2 separate regions of the Ovis aries genome follow, and region 2 is linked to region 1. The links are chromatin contacts, called in public Hi-C maps. All regions are on one chromosome and are shown on one strand. The core of a region is the stretch at or near the end of the contact, and the rest is flanking DNA. Distances in the headings are between cores, read along the strand shown. Region 1 holds the start of OXER1 (oxoeicosanoid receptor 1). Region 2 holds the start of MTA3 (metastasis associated 1 family member 3).

What was found. A called contact is a pair of places that touch in the nucleus more often than the background predicts.
Region 2: a Hi-C map of hypothalamus shows a contact between it and region 1, with 3 times the contacts expected there. The contact joins the promoter of MTA3 here to the promoter of OXER1 in region 1. A contact is called at or near these places in 3 of 16 Hi-C or Micro-C datasets (hypothalamus and tail adipose tissue).

What each region holds. Positions count from the first base shown.
Region 1 is chr3:81,380,433-81,385,258 of ARS-UI_Ramb_v3.0, forward strand. OXER1 (oxoeicosanoid receptor 1) reads left to right here and starts at 1,463. Exons shown (of 2, transcript XR_006059218.2): 1 at 1,463-4,745. HAAO (3-hydroxyanthranilate 3,4-dioxygenase) reads left to right here. Exons shown (of 10, transcript XM_012172799.4): 8 at 225-293; 9 at 483-565; 10 at 663-1,101. The coding sequence ends at 741.
Region 2 is chr3:81,608,018-81,613,233 of ARS-UI_Ramb_v3.0, forward strand. MTA3 (metastasis associated 1 family member 3) reads right to left here and starts at 2,164. Exons shown (of 18, transcript XR_001038666.5): 1 at 1,329-2,164. It overlaps KCNG3 (potassium voltage-gated channel modifier subfamily G member 3), which reads left to right and starts at 2,392. Exons shown (of 2, transcript XM_027966894.3): 1 at 2,392-3,531. The coding sequence starts at 2,900.

The DNA.
Region 1 (4,826 bases), core at 213-2,712:
CGTGTGACCCCCAATAGCAGGTGGCTGGGACAGGATCGGGGTGGGAGGGCCTGTGGCCTGGGCAGCCTTCCTCTCTAAGACCAGGCCTCTGCTCTGCATACGCAGAGGCTGCGTTGTGGGCCCCCCACCTGGCCCACACAGGGCTGGTGTCTGGGGGCCGGGTTCAAAGCCCTCTCCTGCGTGGGGCAGGATGCACCAGAAAGACCCGTGTCACTTCCCACCAGGTGATGATCCACGGACAAGGCAGCAGCAAAGGCCTGAGACGGGACGTGGACGTGTGGCTGTGGCAGCTGGCAAGTGGGGTCTGGGGAGAGGGTGGCATGCCTCCTGCCTGCACCTGGGGACCGGGCTGCTCTGGGGCCTTGGATGCCCACAGTATGGACCAGTTCCCAGGGCCTCCTTGCCAAGGCTGACTCAGGGATGCTCGGACAGGCGCTGTGGCCCAACAAGCTCCATTTACTTCTCCTACTCCTCTTTCCCAGGAGGGCTCCTCAGTGGTGACGATGGAGGGACAGCGCCTGAGCCTGACCCCTGATGACAGCCTCCTGGTGCCAGCTGGGACTCTGTGAGTCCTCAGGGAAGATCTACCCCCTGCTGTGGACCTGGCCTCCTTTCCCTGGGGCCCCAGCCTTATCTGACCCTGCCTACTTGTATCTCCACAGGTATGGCTGGGAGCGAGGGCAAGGCTCCGTGGCCCTATCTGTGACCCAGGATCCCGCCTGCAAGAAGTCCCTGGGATGACTGATACTCCCACTGTGGGCCCAGAGCACCCACCCTGGCCAAGTAACTCTCCCAGCCCCACTGTTTCTACGTACACTGCTGCTCAGAGACTCAGCATCCCCTGGACTGGGCCCTGGAGACGATCATCATCCCTTCTCCTGTCCTCTCGGCTAGGCTGCCAGGTTCCTGGGGGCCGCAGCTCCCCTTCTCCCTTAACAGCCCTCAGCCCACTGCCCTGCGTGGTTCTGCCAGGTGGACTGCTGCTGGGGGCCGGCCCCTCACCGCCCTCCATCCACAGGCTCAGCGCAGCTCTTGCCTGCCGCCAAGAAGCCCTCAATAAAGGCTTGCTGGCCGACAGGTGCCTGCGGGTCTGCACACACACGGCCTGGGGTCTCTGTCAGACACTGAGTGCTCCTATGACTGTGTGTGTGGGGGTCTGGGCACCAGGAGACCATGGGCGTGTGGAAGGTCTGGGGTGGAGCCCCCTGCGTGTTTAGAGAAGTGCTCGCGCTGTGTGTGCCCCTCCATGCGTGCTCTATGCCTGTCCTGGGGGCACAGCTGAAGTCTCTTTCTCACTTTTTCTTTTTACATAACTTTAAGAAATAGCATCTGTTGAGGATTTTTCTCCCCAAGAACAGAAATGATTTGTGCTCATTGTAAAAAACGTAGAAATACACAAAAACACAAAATCCCCTGGGTGGAGTTAACCACGATTAATACATGAAGGTTGTGACGAGCCTCCGAGGGGCTTGGTGGTAGGGGGAGGGCCACCTGGCCCCCTCCCCCTGCTCTGCCCTCCCCCTGCTCCCCCCTCCCTATGTACAGGCCCCCGTGGGGCCCAGGAGTTTGGGAGTTGAGGATGCAGCAGTGGGTCGAGATGAATCATGGAAGCTGCAGCAGGAGATTGGGGTTCAGTATCCTGGGGCTTCAAGGAGAAGTCGACGAGGGGTCACTTGCTGGGGGAACTGAAGCTATGTCTGGATGAAACAAGTCCCTGGGTAGAGTCTAGGCTTCTTCTGGAAAACCTGGGTTTGAACCCTGCCTCCCCTATCCCTGCCTGCCAGCTAACTGCTTGGATCCCCTCCACTGACAGACCGGCAAAGGAGACCCTGACTTTGCTGAAAGACCCTGAGGGGTATCCAGACCTTCACCCACCATCCCTCTAGAGGACTTCCTCTCCTGCCACACTCTAGGGCAGTGACACGCTCCTCTGTACAGGAGCTGAGGAGGGAACATCAATGTCCCAAGAGGCACCCCCAGGCAGTGTGCCCAGATGGCCACACATCTAGGCCTCACAGTGTGCCTAGAAGGGCCCCCTAGTTCCAAGGATGTGTCTAATCCAAGACAGAAAATCATGAAAATTAGGTTCCCTGTTTTTCTGACCACCAACTCTGTGCCAGGGGATTTGCCAGAAGTTTTTACAGAAATGACTTCATTGAATCCTTACAACTGTCCAAGAAGGTGGTGGCACCACATTTTATAACTGAGGCTTAGACAGCTTTGGAAGGCAGGCAGTTCTGTTTCCAACCCAGGCTTGTCTGCATTCAAAGCTCAGGCTGGTGGTCCCACCACCCTACACCCTATCTGCCCTCAGCCTTGGCCAGTGGGAGCCCAGGGCAGGGGAGAGGCTTGTTGGGGTGTGTCTGGGGAGAGGGGCCGGCATCCACTGTCTGAAACCCCAAGACTCTAGACTGAGCTGGCAGCACGGGGCATCCTGCTAACCACAGCCATTTGGCACAGGGGCAGCGGGGCAGGGGAGGGGGAGTCAGATCGTGGAGCCTGGAACCACAGCCTTTCTTGGTGCTGTCCCATGTTACCCCATCTCTGCCCACAGGCCTGGCCCCATAGACTCATGGGAACACCACGCAGTGGGAGAGCAGGATTTAGACCTTGTCTGAAACCAGCCCTAGCCCCCTGCTCCCCTCTCTGCAGTGAATACTGGGTGATGGCCCGTCAAGTGGGATGAACAGTAGCAGGGCAACTCTAGGATTCTCAGGATCGTTCTGTTTGTGGGAGAAGCCCCCAGGTCCCCAGGGCATGGCAGTAAAACTTGGCAGGGGAGCCCTCTGCGCATGGGATGTACTTCATCATGGATGTGGACCTGGGACCATCACAGACTCTGGAAGTGTCAGGAATCTGAGAATCAGGACAGCAGGCTGTTCCTACTAGGCAGTGAGCACAACGGTCAAGGTGTCAACTGGACCCCCGCCTCCTTCTCCCAGGACATCTTGTTGGCTTCCCAGCCCTTGCTGCCAGAGTTGGTGGGGGCAGGGAGCCACCTAGTCTGTATCTGTGATGGGAGTGGGGTGGGGGCTCAGGGTGGCCTGCATGGTCTTCAGAGCTGTGAGTTGTCAGGACCAGCTCCTGCCTTCAGGCAAGCAAATGTCTGACCACTCAGGGCTGTAAACACACTCCCCAGCCACACCCCAGCAAGGCCTTCCTCCCGCTTCAGGGTTCCTCTGGGCCTCCACTCACCTTGCTGAGCCCTCATTCTGGTGTGCCAGAGGCAATGCAGATTCCAGTAGAGAGGCTGGTCACTCTCTACTCTGGGGAGGTGGAGAGGGAGGGAGAGCAGCAGGGTTCCTCTTCACTTGCAGTTGGAACACAGGGTGTTTCTTGGTGGCTGCAAGGATGATGATGAAACCCCCAGGATACTGAGTCATTGTGCTGGCCAGCTGATAGCGAGCACTGACCCCTGCAATTGCACAGGGGTCAGACAGCTGGAGAAACGTCTCTCAGGTCCACGGCCCAAGCAGCCCATGGGCTTTCCTAACCTGAGCCATCCCTCTCCCCTTCCTTCTCTCTCTCCCTCCTGGCTACCTCTCTCCCTCCCTTCCTCTCCCTCCTCCTCCTCTCCCTCTGCCCTGACCACTGCCTTGGGGTCACCTGGAGAGGCCACTGCTTCTTGCCACCCAGCCTCCTCCCCCATAGTGTCTGCCATCCTGGCGCCAGTCCTGGTTATGGAGTTTGTCCTGGGCCTGGTGGGGAACAGCCTGGCCTTCTTCATCTTCTGCTTGCGCACGAGGCCCTGGACGTCCAGCACCGTGTTCCTGGTCAGCCTGGTGGTGGCGGACTTCCTCCTGATCCTCAACCTGCCCCTTCGTGTGGATTACTACTTCCTCCATGAGACCTGGCGCTTCGGGGACACCGCCTGCAAAGTCAACCTGTTCATGATCGCCACCAACCGCACGGCCAGCGTGGTCTTCCTCACGGCCGTGGCACTCAACCGCTACTTGAAGGTGGCCTGGCCACACCACGCGCTGAGCAGGACCTCGGTTGGGGGCGCTGCCCGCATGGCTGGGGGTCTCTGGGGGTCACTCCTGCTCCTCAATGGGCACCTGCTCCTGACCACCCACTCCAGCCGGCCCTGCCTCAGTTACCAGCTGGGCACGAGACCCTCGGCCTCACTCATCTGGCACCAGGCCCTGTTCGTGGTGGAGTTCTTCCTGCCGCTGGCACTCATCCTCTTTGCCATCGTGAGCATCACACTCACCATCCGCCGCCGCGGCCTGGACGGGCAGGCGGGCCCACGACGGGCCGTGTGCGTCCTCGCCGCCGTGGTGGGAGTCTACACCGTCTGCTTCCTGCCTAGCGTGGTCTTCGGCGTCGCCTCCGTCGTGGCCTTCCGCCTGCGTGCCTGCCGTGCCCTGGATGTCTGCTCGCAGCTCTTCCACGGCTTCCTGGCCTTCACCTACCTCAACAGCGTGCTCGACCCCATGCTCTACTGTTTCTCCAGCCCCAGCTTCCTCCGCCAGGCGTGGGCCCTGCTGGGCCTCACCCAGGGCTGGCAAGGCTCAGACAGCGACAAAAGCACCCACCGTGCCGGGCACAGGTCGTGCTCTGGGAAGGTGGCAGCCACAAGGAAGCTGCAGGTGGACGTCTCGGAGGAGGACTGACCAGGAAGGCCCCTCCCAGAACTTGGACTCTGCTGCGGGTGCCTCAGGACGGAGGAATGCCTGGCTCTGGGCTGGAGGGCCAGCAAGGGTCCCTCAACCAACCAGACAAAGGACCTCTGCAGGAGCCAGGTGGGTGGCAGGGAGAGAAGAGGGTCTGGTCTTGGAGTCGTGTGTCTGATGTTGTGGGGATGATGTCCCGACAGCACAGAG
Region 2 (5,216 bases), core at 914-3,413, 230 kb after region 1:
AACCTATCTCTCTAAGATATTTCATGAAAGTATACCTAGGAGACACAAATTATACTGTCATCAAATTAATTGGTTTTCTAAGCTCAAATGTAATTTAAAATATGATATTTCTTTGACTGGTCCTATCAACAGACTTTAAAGGGATTTTAGATAGAGAACATAGGAAATAAATATAGTAATGTTGAAGCAAATAATCAACAAAATAGTTGTTCTGTGTTCTGTTGCCTGTACAGCTTCTAGAAAGTATTTTTAACGACTCCCTGAGGAATCGGCTCTTGCTGGTGTGAAGCCAGGCTCTTCACTCCACTAGCAGCAGCAAACTTTTCTTCATCCTCATATTCTAGAACAAATCCATTTCCAAGCTGTGCTGAGTCCTTGGTTTCAGGGTTTCTCAGAAATGAACCCTTTCTTGTCTACAGAGATTCAGGGGTGGGGTTCCCACTTCTTGGCTGCAGAAGTGCCTCCTCCTTAGAACAACCTAAGGGGCAAATGACTTTTCCTGAGATCAAGTCAGTTCTATTCTTAAAACCTTCAGGGATCCCATTAGCTTCCTGGATGAAAGCTGACTTCTGGTAGTGGAGATCCCCATGCGTTCAGCCAACCGATGCATTAGCTTTCTTTCAGGCTTTAATCCTCCACACCTGTGATTTTGCTATTAGACATGCTCTGCTCTTTCTCTCTGCCAGTTCATGGCCATCACTTCTTTTGATTCTGTCTTGAAACATTTCCTTCAGGATGTTTTTCTAGTTTAGTAGCAGCTTAGCAAGTAAACAACTCCCATTTTTGAGTTTTTAGTTACATTAAATGCTTTTAAGATAAATTATCAAGTCTAGATATAAAAAATTTATAGAGATTTGCATTCTTTAAGAAATCACCCAACAAGGAACTATATTCAATATCTTGAAAATACTTTTAATGGAAAAAAACTGGAAAATTGTATATAGTGTCTCTACATATTTATCTCTATATATCTGAATCACTTCGCTGTACACCTGGAACATTAAAAATCAAGTATGCTTCAATTTAAAAAAATAGGGCACAAAAAACCACCCAAAATGATTTTACTTTGTGAGCACTCCAATTTTTAGGTGTCTGCTTTTTCGCTAAGAATCCACACTAGAATCAGAGCAACACGACTCTTTCTGGTGACCTCTAGTGGGCACTAGATAACCCTACACAATTATGAAAAGTGAAGGGCAAAGTAAAACCCTTCCCAGTAACCAGCTGGTGTACTCTGAAGCCAGATCACCGCATCCCACCTCACCCCACCACACTCTTAATTTTTCTTTTCGTATGTTTTGCATTTAACAGTTAGCCTTACAACTCACCTGTTTCGCCTCTGGCGGGTACTGCGCGAGCAGGGCTGCCTGTGCCGGAGGTCGTGTGAATTGCTTGGAGCAGTTTAAAATAATCCCTGCCCAGTGGAGCCCACTCCCAGGGCATCGAGCAGTGCCCAGGGAAGTACCCTTCGCAGAGCCTGAAAGGGCTCTTCAAGCTCGAGGGCCGGTGCTGCAGCCGGCTCGGAGGTGCACAGGAGAAATTAAGACATGAAAAGGAGGATGCAGACAAAGATCAGGCAAAATTCTGTTCTTGCCAGTGGCAAGACAATTCTCCCCAGACTTTCATCCCACTCTACAGGGAGCGTCACGAGGGGGTCCAGGGGCGCTAAGCTTAGGCGCTCTCTTAGGACCGGTGCCCCAGAAAGCGGGGGCTGGAGCCGCTCCCCTCCGAGAGAGGCGGCACGGAAGCTGGGTGCTGGGATGTGTGGCCGCCTTCGGAGCACGCGGTACGTGGGTCTCCGCGCCGGGAGAGGAAGGAACAAAGTCGGCAAGAAAAGAATTGCTGGGGTGCCTTCTCTTGAGAAATTCTGTGGGGCGGTCTCAGAAACCTAGCTGGGCTCCGGAGAGTTTCTGGAAAAAGCTCTCCCAGAGCCGTCTGTCCCCGCCCCTCAAATCCTGCACCCCAGTCCTCACTCCTCCTTACCCTCCTGCAGCCTCCTTTTGGGGGGCCGTTAAAAGGGCTCTTGGGGACTCCCCAAGTCATCCCGATGGTCCGGGGAGGGACGCGGGAACTGAGATCCCCAGGCGCGGGGCTTTTCTGCCCCTTCCACTCGGGGCTCCAAGCTCGGCGCATCCCTGCTCTGCGGACCCCTCCCGGCCACTGCAGGCGAGAGCGGAGGGGGAGGACGGCGTCACGAGGCGGGGAGCCCGAGGTCCAGGGCGGGGCGCCGGGGAATCCCAGCCCGAGCGAGGTGCGGGCTCGGGTGGGAAGAGGAGGGCGGCGCGCGGAGGGAGGTGAGCGGAGCGGAGCCAGGAGGCAAGGAGGGGTAACCGCGAGGAGGCCCCGCCCCCGCCTCTCGGGGCCGGCTCTCTGCCGCCTCCGAACCCGCTCACTTTGCCTCTTGCCTCTGGACGGCGGTGGGGCGCTTGCCGGAGCCGTGGCCAGAGGGAGCGCCGGGGACCCGGAGCCATCCAGCGCCCTCGCTTCCTCTCGGCGCGCACGCCCCCGGGGCGGGGGGGAACAGCGCCGCCGCCTTGAAAGGGCACCCCGGCCTCGGAGGGAGCATCCCTCAGGCGCGAGGGGCGGCGGCGCTGGCAGCCTCTTTCTCGGCCAGTGGGGCGCAGCGCTGGCGCCTGAGGGGGACTCCCCGGCCACCTGCAGGGACCGCCGTGCGGAGGGAGCGTCGCTAGCAGCTGCGCTGGGCTGCCGAGAAGGCTAGAGCCAGGGGCCCCCGGGCCAGCCAAGGGCAGCAGCGGAGCCCGGAGGGAGAGCCGGCCGGACAGCCCGCGGGCCCCGACGGCGCGCTCCCCCTTCCGCCATCCGCAGGCAGGCCCCGCGCGGCGGCCGGAGGGGGCGGCGGCGGCGCCCCCGGGCTTGGGGGGCTTCGGGGCAGCCAGCCATGACCTTCGGGCGCAGCGGGGCGGCCTCGGTGGTGCTGAACGTGGGCGGCGCCCGGTACTCGCTGTCCCGGGAGCTGCTGAAGGACTTCCCGCTGCGGCGCGTGAGCCGGCTGCACGGCTGCCGCTCGGAGCGCGACGTGCTGGAGGTGTGCGACGACTATGACCACGAGCGCAACGAGTACTTCTTCGACCGGCACTCGGAGGCCTTCGGCTTCATCCTTCTCTATGTCCGAGGCCACGGCAAGCTGCGCTTCGCGCCGCGGATGTGCGAACTCTCCTTCTACAACGAGATGATCTATTGGGGCCTGGAGGGCGCGCACCTAGAGTACTGCTGCCAGCGCCGCCTCGACGACCGCATGTCCGATACCTACACCTTCTACACCGCCGAGGAGCCTGGCGCGCTGGGCCGGGACGAGACGCGACCCGGCCGTGCGGAGGCCGCCCCTTCCCGGCGCTGGCTGGAGCGCATGCGGCGGACCTTCGAGGAACCCACGTCGTCGCTGGCCGCGCAGATCCTGGCCAGCGTGTCGGTGGTGTTCGTGATCGTGTCCATGGTGGTGCTGTGCGCCAGCACACTGCCCGACTGGCGCGCCGCGGCGGCCGACAATCGCAGCCTGGATGACCGGAGCAGGTACTCCGCCGGCCCTGGGAGGGAGCCCTCCGGGTAGGATGCACTGCTTCTCTGCCCGTCACGTCCGTCCTGTCGCGTCTGTCCGTCCCGTCCGTCGGTCCAGTCTCCGTCCTGTTTGCCTCTGGGATGCCGAGCTCAGTTGGGTTCTGGGCCCAGCGAGGCCCCAGGCGCGGTCAGCCAGGGGGTTGGGTTGCCCCCCCGCCCTTTCCCCCAGCTCTAGCCGGCTCTGGTGTGCGCACTAGACGCCCCTCTTGAGGGCGAATCGCCAGCCTTGGGGAGGGACAGATAGAGATGACAAGCCTCTCTCATCTTTGTAGTTTACTTTCGACCAAATAGGAACTGGTTAATTAGATTTCTCTGAACTTCTGTTGTTAGTCCAAGGTTAAATTCTTGAATACTAAGAGCAGTTTGAATTATCTGCCAATTTTTGATGGTGTTTGAAAAAAGGAAGCCTTGTTATCATGGAGTGTGGTCGGCTGTACACTGCCCACACGTACACGCTGCATAATATATTGTAATGGAATTGTGATAAAGAAGATTAATTTAGCGATAGATTCTAAATAATGGATGTCTGTGCCCTTTTCTCTCTTCTTTTCCTATCAAGTACGGAGTTAGTAAAGCAGCTGTCCACCATTTGGTGCCAATGTGACTTCTAGAAGATCTTCAGGCTGGGGAGGGGAAGAAAAACAAGGAAACTGCCCTAAACCCAGAAACAGTATTACAGTATTTAGTGGTTTTTCTTTTCACTTTACTAGGATGAAAGAAAAATATTTTGATCTTTCCTTCGATGGTGCTTACTTTTCAGTAGTGATGACATACTTCTGTTTTTAGTACTAGTGAATTTATTTTGCATGTTTGGTGGGAGGAATAAACAGGAAAGTTAGACTTTCAAGGGAGACAGCCTCTTTGGGCACAAACACATCATTGTATCATGTGTTTTACCTTAGATCCTAATTTAAAATTCCCCTTCCATTCATTTAAAAAATTCAATTGCTTGCCTGATAGTCTTTTCCTCATAGACATGTGCATGGTTCCAGTGGTACTATGAGCCTGATACTGGAGTGTGTTACTTCCATATAATACTCTTCCTTTGGAGAGTAAAGATTTTTATTTAATTCTCAAACACAAAACTGTCTGGGACCATGGAGTCCGTTACTGATAAGCTGCCTTGGCATAAAATCCAAGATACATACTTTGAAAGGAGATTCATTAGGAAACGCATTTTGTTTAATGTATTAGGTTCTGAGCTTTTGATTTACAGGAAAGAATTATTTATTGGATACTGCATCAGTGAATGAAATTAATTTATGTATCTAAATACATCAAGAATCCTTGATTCTTTCAGAGGTCCATAGGAAAATGATTGGCCTTGAAGTTATTCACTAGTAATTGTAGAATTCTAAGGTTAGTGAAAGTTCAAGGTACATCAGCAAAGGAAATCGGAGAAATGAGTTATTAGTACAAATATTGAGCGGAATTGGCTAAGTCACTATATAAGCAAAAACAGTGAAATGACTTGAGTAATAATTTTGGGAGGAGAGAGGGCATCTTGGGGGGAGAGGAGTGCAGTCTGGAGATCATTAAGGTGAGGCACTTGGAAAGGAATGAGAGACATGAATAATAACTTTAGTGGGAGAACGAGAAAGAAACCAAAAAGGGAAGAGACAGATGGAAAAGAGGAAGAC